Linked DNA regions of Mus musculus: regions 1 and 2 are each linked to region 3. A link is a contact called in public HiChIP or PLAC-seq and Micro-C data. All regions are on one chromosome and are shown on one strand. The core of a region is the stretch at or near the end of the contact, and the rest is flanking DNA. Distances in the headings are between cores, read along the strand shown. Region 1 holds the start of Hid1 (HID1 domain containing). Region 2 holds the start of Sdk2 (sidekick cell adhesion molecule 2). Region 3 holds the start of Gprc5c (G protein-coupled receptor, family C, group 5, member C).

What was found. Hi-C and Micro-C count contacts between places; a contact is called where the count stands out from the background. HiChIP or PLAC-seq counts read pairs in DNA pulled down with a chosen protein or histone mark.
Region 1: a contact with region 3 is called in an H3K4me3 HiChIP or PLAC-seq map of bone marrow-derived macrophages, with 4 times the contacts expected there. The contact joins the promoter of Hid1 here to the promoter of Gprc5c in region 3. A contact is called at or near these places in 3 of 115 datasets of contacts at active chromatin or transcription factors (bone marrow-derived macrophages, embryonic stem cells and pancreatic cancer cells).
Region 2: a Micro-C map of embryonic stem cells shows a contact between it and region 3, with 3 times the contacts expected there. The contact joins the promoter of Sdk2 here to the promoter of Gprc5c in region 3. A contact is called at or near these places in 2 of 484 Hi-C or Micro-C datasets (both in embryonic stem cells) and 1 of 115 datasets of contacts at active chromatin or transcription factors (astrocytes).

What each region holds. Positions count from the first base shown.
Region 1 is chr11:115,365,921-115,370,131 of GRCm38.p6, reverse strand. It overlaps Hid1 (HID1 domain containing), which reads left to right and starts at 2,376. Exons shown (of 19, transcript NM_001346774.1): 1 at 2,376-2,588. The coding sequence starts at 2,523.
Region 2 is chr11:114,064,881-114,068,806 of GRCm38.p6, reverse strand. It overlaps Sdk2 (sidekick cell adhesion molecule 2), which reads left to right and starts at 1,778. Exons shown (of 45, transcript NM_172800.3): 1 at 1,778-3,004. The coding sequence starts at 2,929.
Region 3 is chr11:114,849,912-114,853,772 of GRCm38.p6, reverse strand. It overlaps Gprc5c (G protein-coupled receptor, family C, group 5, member C), which reads right to left and starts at 2,241. Exons shown (of 5, transcript NM_001110337.1): 1 at 1,887-2,241.

The DNA.
Region 1 (4,211 bases), core at 1,127-3,626, 520 kb before region 3:
TTACAGCTTTTATTTTTCTTTATTTTTGTAGGGCTGGGGACGGAACCCGGCATCTCCTGCATGCTAAGCAGGCAATCTGTCAGCTAAGCAGCTCCCCATGTTCCTTGGCCTTCATTTTAAAAGTCCAGTTTATTGAGGTGCAGTTTATATACAGTAAAGCTCACTCCCTTGAGGCCTATTGTTATGAGAAAAATCAAACAGAAAGTTTTCATTGCCCCACTAAGTTCCCTCCTTATCTTTCTCAGTCCACCCTTCCCACCTCTGGCTCCCAGCAACTGCTGGCTTGCTTTCTGCTCCCACGGCTCCACCGTTCCCCGAATGTCTATAAATGATAATATAGTATATTATAGCCAGGAGGGGGGCAGTGTATAACTGTAATTGCAACACTGAGGAGGTGGAAACAGGAAGATCAGAAATTCAAGGCCAATCTCAGGTACATAAAGAGTTCCAGGTCAGCCTGGGCCACAGGAGATCCTGTCTGCAAATAAGCAAAGAAACAAGAAAACTTTATATTCAGCTAATACCTGATCCACCAACCAACTAAGCCAGAGGCAGATTAATTTCTGTTATCTTAGGCAAGCTGAAGATTGGAATTTGATAGTCTCACTGGGACTCTCTTGAAAGCCCACAGGTCAGTGGTGTTGGTGCCAAGTGCTGGTCCACAGATTCTCAGGTATTATTTGTTTGAGATGGGGTCTTGCTGTGTAGCTCTGACTGGCCTGGAACCAGCTATGTAGAACAGGCTGGTTTTGAACTCAAAGAGACCTGCCTGCCTCTCCCTCTTGTGTGCTAGAATTAAAGGCCTGTGTTAGCATACTTGGCTTGGTGCTATGCTTTTTTTTTTTTTTTTAAACTGAATAAAGAAACCATTCATTATCTCAGAGTGATTACAAAAAAAAAAGCCCTGGGGGCACACCCAGAATTTTGTAGGGACAACATACCTTTAGAGAAAAGCTAGAGCTACCCAATGCTGTGGCTTGTTCTGTGAGGTAGTGAGACCATGCCCTCTCTCTCTACCTCTACACCTGATCCAGCTGCCTTGATGGAGCATACTCCTTATTTTACAACTCCGGGATCCCCCTTTAGATTAAAGTCATGTTGTTTAGAACTATCCAGGATTCTCAGAAACTTCTAGACACAGTAACATGATTGTGTGAGGGGTGGGACACATACATCATACATGGCCCTGGCTGTCCTGCTGTCCTGGCTTGCTATGAGATATATATATATTAGATAAATACCAGATTATTTTGGATTTTGCCAATGCTGGTCTCAAACTCACTATTCACCAAGGATGACAGTCCCTCTTGCCTTCACCTCCTGAGTTCTGAGATCTCATATGTGGATCAACTATTTTTATTGGGTTGTCAGCTATTACTCTTAATTTAATAATTAGAGTGCTTGCCTAACATCCAAGAACCTCTTGGTTCAATCTACAGCACCCCATAATACCAAGGGTGATCATGGAACCTGTGACCTTGGTACTTGGGAGATGGATTAAAAAATTCATCACCAGTAACAGTGAGTTCGAGGCAAGCCTACGATAAACTCCTCACAAAACAAACACAGTGTACTAGGCTATACCATGGGTAAACTCCTTTCTTCTGAAACCAGGATCTGTGATGTTTATGTCATGTCCTCTACACTTCAAAGAGTTCTCAGGGAAGCCAGGGAGCTAGATAAGCGTCAAGACCCAAGGGATTTTTCACTGCTGAGCTGCCTTCCTGGAACAGGGACACTGAGTCAGCCCATCCTTCCACACAAGCAAGAGCTAAACCTTTTAAGGGTTAGAATAACTTCAAGGCTAGACACGTGGATTTGATAGGTCAGAAAGAGAAGCAAACAGAAAGAAAGGAAGGGAGGAAGAAAGAAAGGAGAGGAGAGGAGGGGAGGGGAGGGGAGGAGAGGAGAGGAGAGGAGAGGAGAAAAAGAAAAGAAAAGAAAGGAAAGGAAAGGAAAAGAAAAGAAAAGGAAAGGAAAGGAAAGGAAAGGAAAGGAAAGAAAAGAAAAGAAAAGAAAAGAAAAGAAAAGAAAAGAAAAGAAAAGAAAAGAAAAGAAAAGAAAAGAAAAGAAAAGAAAAGAGAAAAAGCAAGCAAGCTCAGATAGCAACAATAGTAGGAAAGCATGAACATCAGGTAGAGAGGATTGGAGGAGAAACTGCGGGTCTGAGCAGGAATGAAGAATGAAGGTGGAGGCAGGAGATGAGATACCAGGAGGGTTTCAGTCTTGCGGACTGAGGATCGAGGACAACACTCAGTTGCAGACGAAAGGACCAGGAGTTGGGTTCCACGGAGAACTCCGGACTTCTTCTTGGAGGCCTGAGCGGCAGGTGCAGAGGCGGGGCCTCGTGGGGGCGGATCTAAAGGCGGAGCCACAGGGGCGGGGCCGACGCCTGCGGCAGGCGGGGTTCGCAGCTTCGCTCCCCAGAGAGCAGCCGGGGCTGCGGAGCTGGAGCTGGAGTCACAGCCGGAGCCCGCGGCAGAGTCGGAATCCGGGGTCGGGCTGGAGCGGGGTCCATCGACATGGGATCCGCAGACTCCAAGCTGAACTTCCGGAAGGCGGTGATCCAGCTGACCACCAAGACGCAGGTGCGCCTGGGGGCCCAGCCTCTTCATCCACCTGCCGGCCCTGGGGGCAGGGCAGGGCCGGGGGGGCTGGGTGAACACGGTTCACCCGAGGGTGGGGTGACCGGCTAATCCAGAGGGGGATGCTGAAACAAGCACCGGAACGGGACTTTTCCTTTGTAACTAGGGCTCCATCCCTGCCTCTGGGAGCCCACCCTATGCCTACTCTCCCCTGGGAACACTCTCCCGGGCACTGCTGCTGCTGCCACCTTAGGCTGACGTGTGCCTACTCCTGGAGCCGGCGGCGACAACGTTATCCGCCCCCTGTCCCGCCCCCCCGGTGCCCGCAGCCTCGCTTAGCCAGCCTCTTCCCGCTCCCACCTACCCATCCATCGCCCCGCTGGTCTCCCTGCCCCTCAGTGCCCATGGTCCCGGACATACAGCCCCGGCTGACTCAATGCAAACAAAGCCGGGCCGGCGCCTGCCTGGGTTGGGGAAAACAGCTGGTGCGCGATGGCAGCGGTGGCAGCGGTGGCCTCTCTGGGCCCTGGCTGATGCCTGAGGGTAGGGAAGGCCCAGGTCTTCCTGGGAGCTCATAGAGTGGCAGGCAGCGGCAGCTGGGTAAGAGGAGCTGTCCTCAGGCCTAGGGAAGCCAGCTTTCCAGCTAGTGATGATCCAGGGGCTTCTCCAGGCCCGGTGGAGCTGATTGGCTGTGCTTTTTGGCACCCGGAATAGGGATTGGGGTTTCGGGGATGAGGAGATTATCATTGGTCTGTTGGAGAGGGAGCCATGGGTAACTCCAGTCCACACTCCCCCCCCCCATCCCCCGTGTCTACAAGTGTCACAGAAGCTGCCTCCTACCTTCAGCACACACCTCTTGACCCAGCAAGGTTCCTTCCCTGTCGTCCCTTCAATCTTTATTTCTGGAAACCAGGCTACTCTGGTTATGGAGATACCAGCAGCCTCTCCAAGGCCCTGCCTGTCAAAGGGCTCTGGACCTACTGCCATCTGGAACCCCACCCCCATCCGACTGTTCTCAGAGCTCTATATTGTTCTTGGCCAGTGTGAGTGGGATCAGGAGAGCTGCCTACCCACAACCAGCCAGTCACAGCCTCAGAGAGCCGACCACTACTCCCACACCCTGTTACCCACCTTGGGAAGGTCAGAGGCCGAGGAAAGGAATGCCAGGGCCTCTAGAGAGCCTGTTTCTATCTGAGGGGCACTTGGCGGAAACCAGAACTGCTTCTCTTTGCTTCCTGTGGCTTGTTCCAGAACCTCAGACGTGAGACTCTCCATCAGTGGGTAGCAGGAAAGGGTGGTGTGTGGTATTTTGCACAGTGTAGGGTGGTGAGAGCTGGGGGAGCGTCTCCCATGTTTGCCCTGCCTGGGGAGGGGCTGGCTTGCTGGAAGATGGTTTGGTGGGCTGAGCAGGTCCTTTAGCAGCAGGATTAAACCAGCTCTAGAAAGGTGGGCAGTGACCTGCTTAGGAACCCTCCCCCTGAATACTACATCAGTAGGTTTGTACCTGGTTGAGATAGTCTGTTCTCAGATGAAGACAGTTGCTTGGATCAGGGTCTAGAATAGATTGGAGACCCAGTGTGGACTACTCCCCTTCTTCCTCCCCCATCTTCCTCTTCCTCCTCCCCC
Region 2 (3,926 bases), core at 529-3,028, 780 kb after region 3:
ATGAGCACAAATGCTATTTGGAACCTGAGCAGCAGCTAGCTCAGACTCTTGCAGTTACAAGTCTGGGCACTGGACCCAAATGGAGAAATCCACCAAGGTTTCAGACGTTGGTACCCACACGAACTCCAGCCCAAGGGCACAGACAGTGTCTCTGCTCCGATTGCTGGCTAAGAAGCAATTGCTGCAAAACTGACTCTCAGGCCCCCTCTGTGAGCAAGCCCTGTAACAACACCCTAAAGAACAGCTGTTTCTGATGGGATGGGCAGGGCCTGAGCTCTCAAGCGTGTAGTTCAGAGTCTGGGGCTTGGGGGTAGAGAGGCAGAATCTGGGTTTCTCAGAGATGGGAGGGGCGTGGCCACCTAAGGGGGAGAGATCTAGGCTGCTTATCCCCAAAGCCACTCCTCAGTCAAAAACTCAGTCGGATAACAAGCCCTAGGCCCGGACTAGGTTCAGACTGCCAGGGAGAAAGACAAAAGCAGGGTTTGAAGTGGACGAATGTAAAGCTGAAGACAGGCAGGCTAGGTTTTTCGTCTATTTCCACTAAATGCTCAAAGCTGTTCTTCCAAGGCAGGTGAGGAGAGAACAGTAGAGCGATGAGAGGTGTTCAGTGCCTGCGTCCATAGCGATGAGAAGAGGCTTGGGGACTGGAGAAGATGAGGCAGAGCTCTCGAAGTCAGTGAGATGCCTGAAGGGCAATGACCAGAACTGGAAGACCACAGGGGTGTGTCTCCGAAGACCTGGGCCCTGGAGGCATGAAGAGAAAAGCTGGCAAAGGTGACGGGCCTCAACCCTTCCTTTTCCAGCCGAAATACCAACCTTGCAAGACTGATTTTTTTTCCCAGCAGGCTCAGTGCCAGGGACTACACCGTCTTTTAGGAAACCCACGGAACTGTTTTAATTTCTTTTAAAATCAGGGGAAAAATTAAATGAACTTTTAAATGAAAGAAAATGTTTTAATATGTAGTAATATATTTGTTTTTACGCCAACACAGCCGCAAAATATTACTTTTAATATTTTTAATAGAGAAAAGAGCCCACGGAGGTAGAGGCGTCTGTTGCCTGTAAGTACAACTGTTAAAGGGGTCTTCCAGCTCCTGGCCTTCCCACACTAGAAGGTACATTCTGCTCCCTTCCCTGGGCCACGAGGGAGGACCCCTCTGGCTCTCTCCTTTGTGTCTCTGCTGCTAATGTGCCTTTAAAGGGGGAGCTCAGAAGAAGAAGAAGAAACAAAGAACGCACGAGTTTGGCACCAACTTCACTTTCTCAGCCTTCTGCAAGTCCCAGGCTTCCCCTTTATCTTGCTCTCCGCCCTGAGCGTTTCCAGACTTTTAAAGAGTCTGACCTGGGAAGGAAAAACTGGAATCAACCGGTTGACACCCCCCCCCCCCCCAACACACACACACACCCTTCCCAAACTGTTCTGCCTGGTCGAATCCAGAGGGGTACTGGGGGCTTCATCCTATGGGAGACTGGGATAAGGCCTTCTAGGGAGGAGTGAGGGTGGGCTGAAGCTAGAAGACCGGGCCAGAGAGAGCGGCTCGCTTGCAGCCCGCGCTACTGCCCTCCGGTGGGTCCCGGAGACGCCAGGCGTCCGCGGCCGCGCACACGGATTGGGTTTCTGCGGGGCTCGCTCCCGGGCCTGGCTCGGGGCCGCCGCCGCCCCCTCCCTGCGCGCAGGCTGCGCTCCAGTCGCGGCCACGGGGTAGCGCTCGGCCCCCCTCTCCGCGTCTCCGCCTCCGCCGCGCTCGTCTCCGGCTCCCGCTGCCCCCGCAGCTCCAGCTCGGCGCAGGCAGACTCTCAGGCTCGGCAGCAGAGCAGCTCTGAGGACGCTGAGCCCGGGCAGCCCAGAGCTCCAGGCTCTGCGAGGCAGCTGCTGCCGAGGTGGGCGAGCAGCAGGCGCGGCCGAGGCGCGGGAGCAGCCGTGGAGACTCGGGTCCCCGCGCCGGGCGAAAACGCCGGGGGGCCGAGGCGGCGCCGAAACCCCGGATCCCAAAGCTGCCGGCAGGGCTTTCCCGGTGCGGCTCGCGCCGAGCTCCATCCCGGGTGCGGCGGAGAGCAGGACCCGCCGGTCTCCTCCTCAGGATCGCCCGCAAGAGGCGCGGTGCCCAGGCGCTGGCTGGAACCTGGGCCGCCCAGCCGGGTACCCGAACCGGGCATCCATCCCTGCCCGCAGCTGGCGCAGACATGGGCGCACGGGGCTGCGCGCCGGGCCGTGGGACCCGCAAAGTTTGCTAGCCGGAGGTGCTCAGAGCCTAGGGCGAGCCCCGCACCGAAGCCCCAGGGGAGGTACCCCCGAAATCACTGAATTGGGCACGAGGACCGTGGAGCTGAGAAGGGTGGCTCGGCCCCGCTTAGATGCCTTCTGCAAAGTTAGAAGAGAAGAAAACTTCGGCTCCGGGGAGATTCGGACCGTTATGCTAACCGCGCCCCCCGAGCCCTGCGCCCCTTCTAAAAGACACCCGGCGCCCGCGCCTGCTACTGTGCTCCGCTTACATCAAGTCCCAGGGGCCCGGCGCCTGGAACCGCGGTGACTACGTCGGCCCGGGAGAACCCAACCAGGGGGCGGGGAGGGGCGGGAGGCGGGCAACGTGGCCACCAGGAGGAAGTTTCCTGAAGTTGTCCTCTGATTCGGGAGCTCATCCAGCGACCAGGCCGGATCGCAGGGGTCGCCCTGCCTATGAGACGTAGTCTGAGTCGGGGTGCTAAGGGATACAGGCACCCCGAATTTGAGAGGAGGCTTGGCCTCTTTCTGCTCTCCCCCTCGCTTTACGGAATAGCCAGCGCAGAAAGAGGGGAAAGCATTTGGGGTCGCCGGTGCGGCCCCTACGGGCATAGCGTCCAGGACTTGACCACACAGTCTCCCGGGACTCCAAAGGATTATAAAGCAACTCGCAAAGAGGGGGCACTTTAGAGGACCCCTCGGTCAGCATGTTCAGCAGCATGTGGAGGCTGCCGCTCTGGACTCTACTGGCCCTGCATCGGATCCACTCGGCCGGGGCCCAAGGTACGGTATGGGTGACTTTCTCCACGTGGAACTGGAGAAGGGGTTTGGGTGGGCAGAAGAGAGGTAACCCCCCTAAGACACCGCGTTTGGCCCAAGCTGGACCATCTCTTGTACGTCTCAATGCTCCCCGCTTCTTCGACTTTTGGAGCTCTGTTTGGGGTGGGGCAGTGTCTGATACTTCTGACCTTTCTGGACCGGAAAGGTGAGGTTACGGGGAGGTGGACCTTTGTGGATACTCTCTGGTCGGGGTAGGAGGGGCGCGTCATTCTGTGTCTTGGCTCCATTGAACTCCCTAAGCTCCTGGTCCTGCTTGACGTCCGAAAGGAAGGGCAAACCATGGCAGGCAGGCACTGTGTGGTCCCAGGGCGAGAAGATGGGGCGGGCAGAAGCTGGGAAGAAGCCGTAGTGGTGGCTCAGGGTGCCCGCTTGATTTCCCCTCAAGAGCAGATACTCTGGTTAGCCATGTATGGGAGCCCGCGCCTGGCTGCCTGGCCGGCCGTGGCCGCGAGAGCTGGGGCGGTTTGGCGGCATGGTCCCGGAGCCCAGCGGCGAGGACAGCGGCAGACCCAACCCCCACCCCACCCCGACACACCCAACGGGCAGCCCCAGCCTCCAGCTTCCAGGACTAGCTGGATGCCTGGCCACTGCTGCTTTGATCTGTAGCGGCCCAGAGCAGACAGCCTGGTGAGGAAGGGCTAGTGGGTGTTCAGTGGGTGTGTTGAAAGGAGGTGCGATGGGGTTGTCCCTCCCCGCCTCCTGCAGCGGATGCCCGCGCGTCTCTGGGGTCCCCTGGAGGGTCATGGTAGGCTACGGCGGCGGCTGCACCCGAGCTTTCTTGCGTTTGGGGTTCGAGGATCCAGATGGTGGTGGCCGTGGTGGCCGAGCGGCGCCTGCTGGGGGCAAAGGGAGAAGTAGTCTAGAG
Region 3 (3,861 bases), core at 992-3,491:
ACTCAGCCTCTCCTCAGGGTCAAGATGACCCAGCCCCCGACTCTGGGCAGTGCAATCAAGGTCCAACATCCCCTCCCTCCTTCTCTCTGACTTCAGAGGGAGCAGAGAAGCCTGGGCAAGGCTGGGGGGCTGACGACCAGCCCTGGCCGGTTTTAAGCAGTTGCAGGTTAGGCAAAGTAGACCTTCCCCTTCCTACCTTTCTGAAAGAAGAACAACCCCTTCATCTCTCCATCTCCAATCAGCATCCAACACACACACACACACACACACACACACACACACACACACACTCACCACATCACCAAGGGAAAGAAGGCTATCTAGTAGGATCAAGGCTACAGAGTTTGACTCAAACCAAAGACCATGGCCACCTAGGGCCCCATTGGATGTAGGGACGGTTCAGCCAGGGGCACCACAGAGCATCCTTCTTCCTCCCTGGCTGCGTCCCCTCAGCAGCTGACCTGGAAAGCTGGGTGGACACTTGTCCAGCCTTCCCCCATCCTCTTATCCACCACTTCCTCCTTTCTGGACAAGTCAGTCCTATTGTCTCAGCCCTCTGGCCCTCTAAGCAGTAGGCTGGTCTACGAACCCGGTAAGAACGGACCTGGAGAGATGCTAAGGCACGGGAGGACCCACAGCCCGTTTACTGTCCTCCCTTTCACTGGACCAAAATACCCCAGCACGCCGAGTCTTAGATCTTCTAAGCAATCAAGGGTCTGCTCTCCGCTTGGAATGTGCCCCACCCCCATCGCCAGCAGCACTCCCTCCCAGCCACAGAACAGACCTTGTTGGGGGGATGGGGTTCTCCAGGAGCACAAAGCCACGCTTCTATATATTCTCGTGTCTGTACTTCAGAATCAAGATCGTGAAATCTTAAGGAATGATTTAGAACTTTGTAAGTGCAAACGTGTGGGCGCGAAGTAGAAACGGAAAGCGCTCTGGAAAAACCAGGGGTGAATAAGGGGTGGGACCCAGAACATAGGCCTCTACACGGAGAAGCGCCGTAGGCCTCTGAAATTCCAAACTTCCCGCGGAGAGATCCTGAGCCTTCACCTCCCTATTCCAACTGGACTGTGTCAACACTCTACGCCCCTGAAAGTTCGAACCGAAAGAGCAAAGGACCAGGCTCTCTGTCCCTAATCCCTCTGGTCACAGAAACCTGCCCTCCCCACGCACTGCCGCGAAATAAGGAAAGGAAGCCAACCTACAGTCACAGTCGACCGTAGCCTCCCACTACGAGAGTGGATAGAGGAACAGCTCTCCGACACTAAGATCCCTTGCGGAACACCCCCGGCCGCAGAACCTGGCTTCCCCGAGCCATTAAATCCCCAGCTGGCTCGGGTTTGGAAACTTTCTGCGAACTTGTAGAGTGGGTGCATCGTCACCCACCCCTTGGGTTTTCACCGGGGGCCTCGGCCCTCTCCCTTTCCCAGCCAGCTGGACCCAGCCCTTCCTGCGGGCCGATGGCTAGGGCGGAGCGCCGAGGCAGCAGCCCTTACCTGGGACGCGCAGCCAGCCCGCTCCGGCGCCGCGCTCAGAGCCAACTTCGGCCCCAGGCAGGGCGCCGGCGGGCGTAGGAGGGACTCAAAGCAGGGCGCGGGGCCAGAGCCCGTTCAGGCGGGGGGTGACCAGGCCTGAGCAAAGGTGCGGGGGCCTGCCTCCCAGGGACCCCCGACTGAGCACTGAGCTAAGCGCGCTCAGTGGCTCGCTCTCCCGCCCGCCTCCCCAGGCACAGTGCTCCCCTCTCTCGGCCAGGGTGGGCCGGGCTGCATCACCGTGACATCACCTCCATTCCCGGCGCTCCTCCGGGGCCAGCAGCGCTCCAGGTACGAGCAATCCTAATCCCCAGTAACAAAGCGCGCCCGGCCCTGCCCCCTCCGACTCACCTCCAGGCTCGGCCGACGCGCACTTTCGGGTTGGGAAAGGCGATCGGAGTTTCTGGCCAAACTGACTAGTGGGTTGTTGCTGTTTACTGCCACGCCCCCGCACGCGGGCGCGCGCGCACTTGCGCGTACTCACTTTCTGGATTCGCCTTTCTCTCCCGAAAGAGGTTCGGGGTGCAGCTCAGTACACCCCTAGGCTGCATCTCCCAGCGATCGCACGCACCCACAGACTCACGGTGGCCACCTTGGCGCGTCTACCCGTGACAGACACCCAACCTTTGTCACTTTCGTCCTGGCTTTCCCATGAGACACATGCCTGGCACAGTTCGCTGCTCCGGGCTGGAGCGAGGAACACACTAGGACACAAAGTCCGTCTTTGTCACGGCTCCGCGCCCCCTCCCCTAGCGAGCTTGCACACGTGGACACAGCGCACACGGAGCGTCCTCCTCTTTCGTGCGTGATCCTTCCCGAAGAGCCCAGTCTCCAAGATCACGAGGGAATGTCACGGCGCACGTCCCTAAATCTGTGGACTGAGTCCAGAACCCCTGCGGGCTGTTGGCCGGAGTCTTTGTCGGCCTGACTACCCCACGCCCGAGTTTCTTACAACGCGGGCTCCCCTCCCCGCGTCCCGGTTCCCTGTGGTGACCTGTCCTAATTAGCCTCTCAGTTTTGTTCCCGAGGTAGTGTTTAACAGGATCCCTGTGGTCTGTGCGCTCCTGGCCACGTTGTTGCTGACTCTAAGTCCAGCCTCTCCCGAAGTCTGAAGACCTTTCCACGAATTCAGATTCCCCTGAACCACACCCCCACTCCCTGCCCGGGCGGATCCACCCTTTCTCCTCCAGCCCCGGGAATCTGCTGAAAAGAAACCGCAGAAATAGGGAAGCGAATCCCAGCTGAGGCCTATCTGGCCCAGTAAACAAGAGATTTTTTTCTTTCCGGCCACTTTCTCTGGGGACCTGGGATCCCGCGGGAGTGAGTTGTGCTGTCTTTGGAGCACTGAGTGGGTCTGGTTGCATTGCGCTGTATCCCCGTAGGGGACAAGTCGCAAGAGCAAGGGAGAGGTTGTTGGGCCTGACAGGGGCCTTGGGGACTCTGGGGGAGGGCAGGGAGTCGGGTCTCAGGGTGCGGGTTCTCGCGACGCCGAGTTGCCTGGGGGATCGCCAGGAGCGCGGTCGGAGCCAGCCGGTGGCTGGGCAGGCTGCAGGGCGTGTTTGCTCAATCCTGGGCTCCCGCGAGGAGGGGGGGGGGGCGGGGGGGCGGGAGGGGGGAGGCAGCTGGTCACAGGCGAGGGGATAGCCAGGTGGAGGAGGTCAGGGAGCTAGTGACCCGTACCTCCCCGACTGGCTGTGTGTTTGAGTACCTCCATCTATGACAACCTGGAGTCTAAACTCAATGAATCACCCGGAGTTGCCGGAGCGATAAAACCTTCGGCCGGTTCCTCCTCACCGCTCTGTTCTTTTCTGACTCTAGGAGGAATGTTTATTTAAGGGGGGTGTGGGGGGGAGAAGCCTGTGGGGCCCAGACTTTCTAGAACCCTGAATCCTTTCCTGTGCCCTGTAGTTTCTGTCAGGTCTGGGGAATGTGGCAAAGCTCGAACTATTTCAGTGGGTGGCTGCTGTGGGGGTACCCGCTCCCATTCCTAAATCCACCTCCCAACCCAAGGTTAGAGATCTAAGGCTCAGGTGTCAAGGCTTGAATGGAGCAGGCAGTTAGTGCCCACGCTAGCTAGAAAGGCAAACAGACTGGTTAGACCTAAGTGAACGGTGAAAGTCTCCCTGGCCTCTGCCTGGTTTTCATTAACTAGGTGACCAATGCCTAACTCTGCTGAGGGCTTTTTGGCATCTGTGAAAAGCCAGCTTGGGGGGGGGGGGGGCTGGGGGGGTGAGTGTCAAGACCCTGCAAAGGATCTCAATTTTCTGTCTTCTCTTTTCCCTACAGTCTCCAAAACTATATGACTGGTTTGCCCTGCTTGGCTCAC